Linked DNA regions of Mus musculus: region 2 is linked to region 1. Evidence: chromatin contacts called from public Hi-C data. All regions are on one chromosome and are shown on one strand. The core of a region is the stretch at or near the end of the contact, and the rest is flanking DNA. Distances in the headings are between cores, read along the strand shown.

Evidence for each region. Hi-C and Micro-C count contacts between places; a contact is called where the count stands out from the background.
Region 2: a contact with region 1 is called in a Hi-C map of tail fibroblasts, with 2.2 times the contacts expected there. The contact joins the enhancer-like site here to the promoter of Epha3 in region 1. A contact is called at or near these places in 2 of 39 promoter capture datasets (embryonic stem cells and hippocampal neurons), 4 of 484 Hi-C or Micro-C datasets (adipose-derived mesenchymal stem cells, cortical neurons and tail fibroblasts) and 1 of 9 other capture datasets (liver).

What each region holds. Positions count from the first base shown.
Region 1 is chr16:63,860,988-63,866,079 of GRCm38.p6, reverse strand. It overlaps Epha3 (Eph receptor A3), which reads left to right and starts at 1,905. Exons shown (of 17, transcript NM_010140.4): 1 at 1,905-2,120. The coding sequence starts at 2,033.
Region 2 is chr16:63,955,908-63,960,999 of GRCm38.p6, reverse strand. No RefSeq gene overlaps it. Among named protein-coding and RNA genes, the nearest start is that of Epha3, 94 kb to the right of the region's middle. Within about 2 kb of position 2,684, at least 67 of the 459 cell types and tissues checked have an H3K27ac peak or open chromatin away from gene starts, as enhancers often do. A contact at or near this core is called in adipose-derived mesenchymal stem cells, cortical neurons and tail fibroblasts, where this site is marked.

The DNA.
Region 1 (5,092 bases), core at 656-3,155:
CTATGTAATACTGGGTGTAGAACTCAGGTCCTCATGCAAGCACTCTACCAACTGGGCTACACTCTCAGCTTTGGGACCTCTCTTTTTCTGCTGTCTTTTTGGATTAAGGAGTCTACAACTGAGACATCCTAGATAGCTTACATAGTGTGCCTAGCTCAGGCATTGCTTTAAACTCCATTTCTGCATACTTGTAACATTGTTCAAACATGAACAACCTTTTCACCATCCCAGGTGGTTGTTAGATGTTAGATGTGAAAGAGAAATAATGGGATAGTGAGAGGAAAGGAAGTAATACGTTCATAAAGACCAGCATACCATCATGACCTTTCCAAATGCTTTTAAATTGCAATCTGAAATAAATGTCATTTCTTTCAAACTCTCAGTAAAAAAAAAAAATCATATCCAGCTATGAAGCAATGTAACTGTTGTGGAACTGCAAACATTATGAGGCAATCCCCACTCTCTCCATTTTCTGGTCAACAAACCTTATTTTCAATGGAGTCAGATTTAGCACTGGTGGGCTCTACAGCCTCTGGTGGCCTAATGTGAGAAGGAGTTAGGGAGACAAGTCTCTCGAGGAAGTGTGAACAGAATCAGTCTCTTCCATCTGGCTTCTTCAACCCAACCCATCTTTACCAAACAGTCAACAAAGAGTATCAGAAGCCATTAGCCTAAATTCCAGGGTCATAGAAAGTGGAGTGCTTGTGAAATACACATCTTATTATCAGGACCCTTAAAAACCTACTCCGTCTCCCTTCTCAGGGCTCTAACACTGATCACTGGCGTTAACGTTGTCAACCTAATTTTCCGTTTTGAAGCCGTGTAAGGAAGTCATCTTGCTCCTTTTCAGGATAGGCTGAGATGGATGGGTGGTTGAGAGGGTTGGTGAGGAATCATTTTCTGGGACCTATTTCAAAGATAATTCAAAAGAGATCTTAAAGTAGAAATTGGATAAATTACATGGCTGAAGTAGGTTGCAGTGAGGTTGTTCAGCATGAGACCGTTTGTAACCATCATGCAAAGTAATTTAGCAAGTCCAAGGACATTGTTCTCTAGGAAATACTGGATTTTTCAGCGTTAAAAGAGCAGCCTTCAAATAGTCCCAGATTAGTGGCAGCTGGAAGGCAGAACAGGGAGCTATGAGTTAATCTCCGAGTCTCACAAAACAGGAAAGTTCTAGTGCTAGCTAGTTGTAGGCAGGAGCATTCCTTGTTCAGGACTTTCGATTTATATTGCAAATCCAGCAACCATCCGATGGAATGAGTGGTAGTCTGAAGCTATGGCTTTGGCTAGGATTGTTCCTGTCCTGGGAGGGCAACGGCTATTTGCCAGTGTTCAGAACCTGACTGTGACCTCTCTGTTTCAGCTGAGATTGCTGTATCAAATGCCTTTAACAGCCCCAATACCATGTGGTAGACTGAGCAGTCTACTTTTATCTTGTTGAATCACTAAGAGGACTGTGAACACACAGAACACAGTAAACGGATTAATTGCAATGGTCTTTGTCGTTCTACAATAATTGAATGAACGTCTTCCACTTTTAAAAACAATACTACTTTTTTGAACATTAGTTTCAACTCACAGTACCTCTAATAGGGATCTTTCAGAAATAGGCAACTGATCAAGTATAGCAAACAAATAGCTGCCTTCCCGTGAAAACGGAATGGCTCCCAAGACTCTCCGTCGCTGTCGCTGTCCCAGCACATCTTCTGGCTTTCCTACCCCACCAGCAACACTCTCGACCTCCACCCCTCTGCGTTCTTCCGCAGCTCCGTGGAACGGAGCTGGCTGCCAGCCATGGGGCTGCCCTGCTCTTCTTCAGCGCCCGCTGGCGACGGCACTAGGACCCAGAGAAGTCCCCGAGCGGGGTTCGCAGAAAGGCAGCCAGACTCCTCCTTATCTCCAGTGTCAAACTTGACATCAGACTGCGAGCGGAGCATGGTAACTTCTCCAGCAATCAGAGCGCTCCCCCTCACATCAGTGGTATGCTTCGCGGAGATATGCTCCTCTCACTGCCCGGTGCACCAGCAACATGGATTGTCACCTCTCCATCCTCGTCCTGCTCGGCTGCTGCGTCCTCAGCTGCTCCGGAGAACTGAGCCCACAGCCTTCCAACGAAGGTAAGCCAGGTAACCGCGCCGCTCCCGCCGGAGCGGAGCCCACAGCCCCCGGACGGCGCTGTTCCCTGAGATGCCCAGAAAGCAGTGGCAGCGAAAAGATTGTTTGCCCAGTAGCAATCCCAAAACACTTTTGGGGGATGTCTTGGGATTGTAGAAACCTTTAAAAATAATAATAAATCTGTTTTTAATCTGATAGCGAGCGATTCAAGTGATTACCACATTTACCAATTTGAACCAGAAAGAAAGAAAACCTTCGGTTTCTTTTTTTCTTTTTTTCTTTTTTTAACAACCCAGACTGTTAATTGCCAAATAGCCAAGGCAGTATTTTATTTTCTAATTATGACCATGTGGTTCTTTGAGAAGTTTCAAAGAAAAGGCTAGCCTCTCTTGAGATCCCCGCGGTGTGTTTTAAAGATAATGACAGGTTGCTCCTGCTTACACCCTTTGGCACTTATGAATGGACTGGAGAGAAGGGGGCTCGTTGGACCCGAGGTGTTTGAGTGCGCGCGTGTGTGCATGTGTTTATGTTACAACCGCCTTATTGAAGTGCTGTGGATCCCGCCGGGCGATGCTGTGCTCAGCGATACAGGTTCTCATGGGTAGCATATGCATGCCACATTATTAACAGCAGTGATGGTTCAAGGGATATACAGTGAGCTTAAGTTGGGTTCTTTTGTAAAAAGGCCTTTCATACACATAGAAGGATGCATTTAATGATTGATTGATAATTAGCTCCTGGGTAGATACAGTAAATAACAGACTAGCAAATTAGAAAGAACACTCATGGAAAGCTAACGGCATTTCCTTGATGCTGGATTAATTATTGTCAGTGTAACGGGCATCCTTGCATTCTCAATGGATCAAAGTGTAAACCTAATATTGAGAATATTTGTTTTCGTGGATACTGAGCAGACTCATGATATTTTTTTCAGACTTTTCATTATCTAGTTTTAATGATTTGTGAATACAAACTCTTAAGACAACTTCTCTGAATAATTGATTGCCTTGCAGCAACACTTACAACTTTAATTTCCTCTTAATGATTTTGAACATTGAGAATTGTATCGAGCAAGTTAACAATAGAGGACAGCTGAAGTGCAGGGAGCACAGTAGCTGTACAACACTCACTTAAAAACGTTTTGTAGAGCCAATGTTGTAGACATTATGCTTATGCCCATGTGAAAGAAAAATGTATGTAAACCCATTAGCACAAAGACCGCTTCCCATGTTTGGTGACCCACTTTCACGCTAATGGGACAGTTTAATTTTCTTTCCTTAGTGCCTTGGCTGCCTTTATCAGTCTGACTGGTTTTATTATTTTTTGTTTGCTTTTCAGTAGAGAAGTAGTGGTTTTTTGTTTGTTTGTTTGTTTGTTTTTCTTTTCATCATGAAGATGGGAAAACTGATTTTTTCCACAAATCACTTATTTAGTAATACAAATTAAAATGTTCACTTAAAAATAATCATCAGCCATTCTTGAAAGAAAGGTCATCCTGAGTGGTCATCTGCGCATGAGTAACACAGCAGTATGTTAAATTCTTTTAAAATATTTTTCTCAATATATTAAAATACTAACAATAACTAGAAAATAATATAACTGGCACTTTTATTTATTTATTTATTTTTGCTGAGTTGTCTTTTTCCAAATAGAATGTGTACGGACTACCCAGACAATGATCTCACTGAATTAGTGATGTGTAGGATAGAGATGAACTTACGTTTATGGTCAACTTAACCTCACTTTAAATTGCAAATAATAATAATAATGACCTTAGTTTTATTCATACTCATATAAAAGCAATGCCTATTAATTTAATGTAATAAGTATAATTAAATCTTAATTACCATTAAACCACTTTATATATGTATAATTGAATAGTGTATGTAAATAGTCATGTATTAATACCATAGAGCTATAATGGTAAAAATACTTATAAAACTAATATAGTATTTAATTGGCTTAGCTGAAAGTTTTATGTATCTATTGTTCACAGGATTGGTCTTTTCAGACACTATCATATGGCTGTCTCGCTCTCTTTACAAGGATAAAACAAAAGTTAAAATGATTAGTTTAAGTTAGATAACACTTCAATGAGACTTTAAATATTTATCAAATATCTTGGCCCTAAGCAGTTGAGTTGAGTCATATGGGAAGTGAAAATTTCTGATCTGTGCCACAATTTCCATGCAGTAAGCTGGACTCATAGATAGAGTTAAGATAAAGAGAACCAGATAACGTAGCTTTCCTATATAGCTAAGATAAAGTCAACCAGTTAATGCTGCTTTCTTGTTTCATCAGTAGTTTGAAACCTAAAGCTATATAGGAAGAGGCTATATAGGAAGCTATATAAAGAGCTCCTTATATATAAGAAAATAAATTATACTTGAAATGTGATGCCTAACGTGCTTTAAAACTACAGAAAACCTGCAGCAACATATTTACTAACATATATTCTCCTATCTATCATGGGATAGACATGACAAAGTTGGATGAACAAAACCAGGCCATTGAGCTGATTGCTAAGAAACTCATCTTTATGGGAGTTTTAACAAAAAAAAAAAAAAAAAAAATGAGATGGCTAAATAAAACTATTGAAATTCCAGGAGTCCAAAGTAAAGAAAAATAACTTAAGAGTTTGCGTGAATGTCCCAGTTCATCAGTTAATTATGTGACTTTCTAATGTGATTTTGATAAAGTGACTCCAACTGCTACTTTGCCTCCATGGTCTTGTGGATAATATAGAGCTGTATGATTCCGAGGATGCCTTAAAACCTTGCCTGAAGACCCACGCAGAAGGTAGTAAAGAATTTGTTAACAATGATCAGTTCTTTCCACTCACGTGGCACGAGAAGAAAATTCTACTGAGAAATTAGTTACTTCTCAAAGTAAAATTAGTACTGGACAGTTCTGTGTGGGACAGCCTTAGGCTCAGTTCTGTGTGGGACAGCCTTAGGCTCAGTTCTGTGTGGGA
Region 2 (5,092 bases), core at 1,435-3,934, 94 kb before region 1:
ACAAAGATCTCCATCCCAGTCTCTTTTGGACCATTTCCCCCTCTTTGTGGTGGCAGTGGTTGTCTGGCTGTGTGGGTGTACATTTAAAACATGTCTTACAGATTTTTTAATAATGCATTCTTTGGGAAAAAGAGAAACCATTTTTCCTATGCTGTGAGCACTCCAAACACTTCTCTTATGATTTATCATCCCCCCCCCTTTAGTAATTCATGATTGATTAACTGGTGGTAAATAGAGATTTTTGAAGTAGAAGAAAAAAATACCTTAAGTATTTGGTAGGCAACAAACTATTTTGTATTCATTTACTGTGACTGCCATAAAATGTTTGATGGACAAACTAATATCTCAAGTGGAATTATTCAAGGCAGGTTAAAAGAATGCAATCTCATTTACTGTATAGGTGTTTCTTCTGGTTATATTAGGTACTTAATATTAACATGTTCATTCACTCTCATTCTCCATTTGATATACTCAGCAGTGGGGGGGCTCTGACTCTGAAAACATTACCAACCCCAGCACATACACAAACGGATTCTTCTAGGTCAGATATTACAGAGGGCAAGTATCCTGAGGATTGTTGTGACCTACTTATACTGCTGATATGATTAGATGATGAGTGAGAACATTTCCCTGGGGAGTCTGCTCTCATCTGTGTCTTTCATGGCAATCGGGTCTTCAGTAGAACAACAAGCCTCCTCTCTTCCCGTTCTTTTTGTTTGTTTCGAAAGGCAGTTTTGTATCCTTTTGTAAAATTCCTTCAAGGATAATATTGGCATATTAAGAGACATTTTCTATTGCTGCTTCACTGTATGTCTAAGAGGAGAGGTAGATTTAAATAAATATTGTTATTTTTGATTTTCATAAGTCTACCATGAATTATGTTATCTTGTAAGTATGATCTTTCTCTCTGTGTCTCCCCTCACACTCTTTGTGTGAGTGTGTATGTGTGTGGGTGTGTGTGTGTTTGTGCGTGCCCTGTATGTTGGTAGGTTGCTGAAGAGGTCCGAAGAACACATCAGATTTGTTGAGCTAGATTCATAGGCAGTTTTAAGCCACATGATTTGGGTGTCGAAACTCTGGGAGAACATGAAGTGCCATCAATTATGGAGTATTTCTCCAGTCCTGATTCTTTTTTATGTATTCATTCTTTTTAAGTTCTTAAAGAGAGATAAGGCAGCCTATCAGGTCAAAGTACTTTTTGTAAAAATTCAATTCTCACTACTCACATGAAAGAAGGAGAGAATCAAATCCTGCAAGTTTACTCCTACACACACACACACACACACACACACACACACACACACACACACACACTAAAAATACAATTTAAAAAAATCAAAGCCCTTAAGTGTGATACCTTTATCATTCTAATTGATGTATCTCAGTGAAAATCTCTACAGTTATGGGAGTTACTCCTCATTAATTTAAATTACTCAATCCCGTGTATGCCATTGTTTTGTCCCATTTTTACCAAATATGAAAAAATAGATGATCTTCGTAGGTTCACACATCAGAGGGAACACTGAGAGGAGCTACAGCCAGAAGTCCACTCAAGCAGGAGCAGGAGCTGGAACTCAAGCCCAGGCAGATTTGACTGACATGACAGTGTCTTCCCAATGTCCTCTGCCCTTGTCTTACACTGTTAGTGTGTCATGTCATGTTTGTCCCTCTCATAGTATATTACAGTCATCAGACCATGTGACAGTTCGAAAAACATGCAATTCAGTTTCTCTCTTTCGTTTTAACATAATAGAGCTTATTTAAAAATAAACTATAAAAATGCAATTAGAACAGTGTTTAAAGTAACTTCAGTGGTTTAAAATATGCAGGGATTAGCATCTGAAATAGAATTGTGCTGACATACATTTTACACACACACACAAACGTATATATTTGCTAAAACAAACGAGTGAGTGTCAATTAATTTTGAGGTACATTGCATTGCTACCTCTAGGTAGGTCTTTGTTACCTGGGAAGTGTAGGTTGGGCTTCAACACCATTAGTGAAACTAAACATTTTTTATTTATAGATACATGCTTTAAATCAGTGCTCTCACAGACAGAGCTATTAATATTTCAAAGATCGTGTCTTGATATTATAAACCAGACTCGGGGCTTCTGTATGTTGCAGAAAGTTACCCCCAAACTTCAACCTACCCAGCTTCATACACTGCTTCATACACTGTCATAGGATCTATCTTCCCTGTTCCCTGTTACTTATAATTATAAATCAAAGATTAAATCAATTATCTCCCCATAAAAGATACACTGAGCATTCCTCTAAAAAGCATCATTATTCATTTTCAAAAATTTATGGTTTTAAAAACCTTTTCAGTTTTCTCGATGATTTTCACCAATTGACCAGTCATCAAAACAGTAAAAATAGCTCAAGTAATGTTACAATGTTGCTCACTCAGTGAAATTACAAAATATTTCCCCTTGGATGCCAGCTCCTCTTTGTTTTAGGAGTGTGATCCAGCTCCCAGTTAAAGAATTCTGGCTTTTCTTTGAAAAGTACTTATTTGCCTCCTGACTACGATCATGTGCTTTCAATTTCGTTTGCGTTTCCCCACTTACTTTCTACAGCATTCTTTTATGGCTGAGCGACTGCCTGGCAAAGTAGGAACTGAACCACAGTATGTAATTAAGTTCTTTGCACAATGGAAGTTAGTCATCGGCAGGATTACACCACTGAGTTTGGATGCTGCCAGGGTGGGAGAGCAGGGAAAGAATAGCACAGAGAGCTCTCCTACAGCCCATGTCCTGAAGCATAACAATGAGTCCTCCGTTCTGTCCTGATGCCATGTCAGGAATTCTCCAATAAATTGTTCTGATTGAAAATGAATCCATGTGAATTAGCATCTTATTCCTTTTATATTTTTAGAGATGTTTTATCTGGTAAGAATTCTGAATAGCTGCTAAAAAAATATATCAGAAGAAGAGCTTAACAATTGAAGCTGTGTTATTGTTCATAGCTTAGAAAAATCATCATAAAAACATAAAAGTACTTTTAAAGACAATGAAACAAATGCATTTTTCCTTTAATGCAATGTAAACCTAACAGAAAATGTAACAAAATATAGTGTAGAGTAGTTTGATATCCTTGAATATAGTTCAGTTTTTTAAAAAATATGATATGTGTATTCTGTGGTGATTTTAAGACTGTCCTATAGAGGCTTGTGAGATGGATCAGCAGGTAAAGTCCAGTCTGAGAACCTAAGTACAGTCTCTAGTTTCTAAAAGGTTGAAGGAGAAATTTGAATGTTAAGTAGTTTTCTGCACTAGCACCGTGGCATGTGTGTGCCTCCTCTCATCCTCGCCCTCCCACAAACAAATGCACACAAAATACAAGAAAATGTAATAGACAAACAATAAAATAGGGCTGTTTTAACATATGATGAAAAATTCAATTTCAACTTCATGATCAGATATGTAGCTAGGATGAAAAAATAAAATGAAAACCCATTATGTTTCTGAAAAAGTAATAAAAGGATAGTCTGGGACAATAGCTCATTCAAATGATTGCTGTACAAGTAAGGGTACCTGCATTTTGTCATCAGTACCTACACACAAAGGACTATGCCGTAACCCCAATGCTGGAGAGGTAGAGATAGAAGGATCCCTGAAATTCCTTTATTGAGTAGTCCACGACCCCAGGTCCCACTGAGAGATCCCATCTCAAATTAAAACAAACAAACAAACAAAAAACAAAACAAAACAAAAACCCAATCAACCAGCCAACCAACCAGCCAACCAGCCAGCCAACCAACCAGCCAGCCAACCAACCAACCAACCAACCAGCCAACCAACCAACCAACCAACCAACCAACCAAAACCCCAAACCCAACCAAACATACAAACAAACAAACAATCAAGAAAAAAAATAGGTGGGTGAATCTTGAGCTTAATCTCTGATTTATACACATATGCACATACTCATGCACACATACACACAAACCCCACACATACAAAAACAATGAAATAAGAAAACATATTACGAATAACTTACTTAACATTTTTTTCTAGAAGAAATGGTGTTAATATTTTTGAAGGAAAAAGTAATGTTATCAAAATGCTACCAAGTGCTTCTGAGTATGATTAAAAGAATGTTAAGAGTTTCTAGATGAGGGACACGTGATGACAAATAATAACCCACAATGTAGGGTCTCACAAGTAAACAGAAATTTGAAAGTCGTAATGAAACTCAGTATGTTGGTGCCTGTGGTTGTTTGTGATATAGTGAGAAGAGGCTTATCTAAGGCAGTCAGCTCTGCCACTCCTATTCAGACTTAGACCTGAAAGCATCCCACCTGTGCTTCCCTCTACTGGGGTCAAAATTCTAGTTCTTAGATTGAGTATTACCATGCATTCTCACTTGAATTTTGTACAGTCACAGACAGGGTTTCTATACGAATGCCCTGTGTGTAGCTCCCAGCTTTCCAGACAGCATTTGTTGATACTGATTTTTTAGTATTGTGGCCTTTTGACCTCTTGGTTTAGAATCAAATGACTGTGGCTGTATGAGATTATTTCTGGATCTTTTATTCTATTTCACTGGTATATACATTTGTTTTGGTCCCAGCACCTTGTTGTTTTCATTACTACAGGTCTGAGATACAATTTATTGTCCTTTCTTCACAGCAAAAGAAATGATTGTTGTATTGGAAACATCCTATGAGTGGAGAAAACGTTTGGTGTTTATTCATCCAACAGTGAATCCAGAATACATAAGTAATTCAAAACATTTAACACCAAAATGAGACATGATTTGATCAGTAAATGGGCAAGTGAAATGAACAAACACTTCAAAAGATTAAGGGAATATAGCCAATAAATACATAAAACATGTTTATTATTTTTAGCCATGAGCAAAAATTATAAATCAAAACTATAGTGAGATTCCATCACAACCCAGCCATAACAGTTATTTTTATCAATAAAACAAGTACAACAACAACAAAATCAATCAAACAAACCAACCAACCAAATGAAAACTAGAAAAGAGCCAGAGAAAAGAAATTTTATACACTACTATTAGGAAAACAAATTAGCACAATTACAATGAAAATAGTCCTAAAAATAGTCAAAACTAG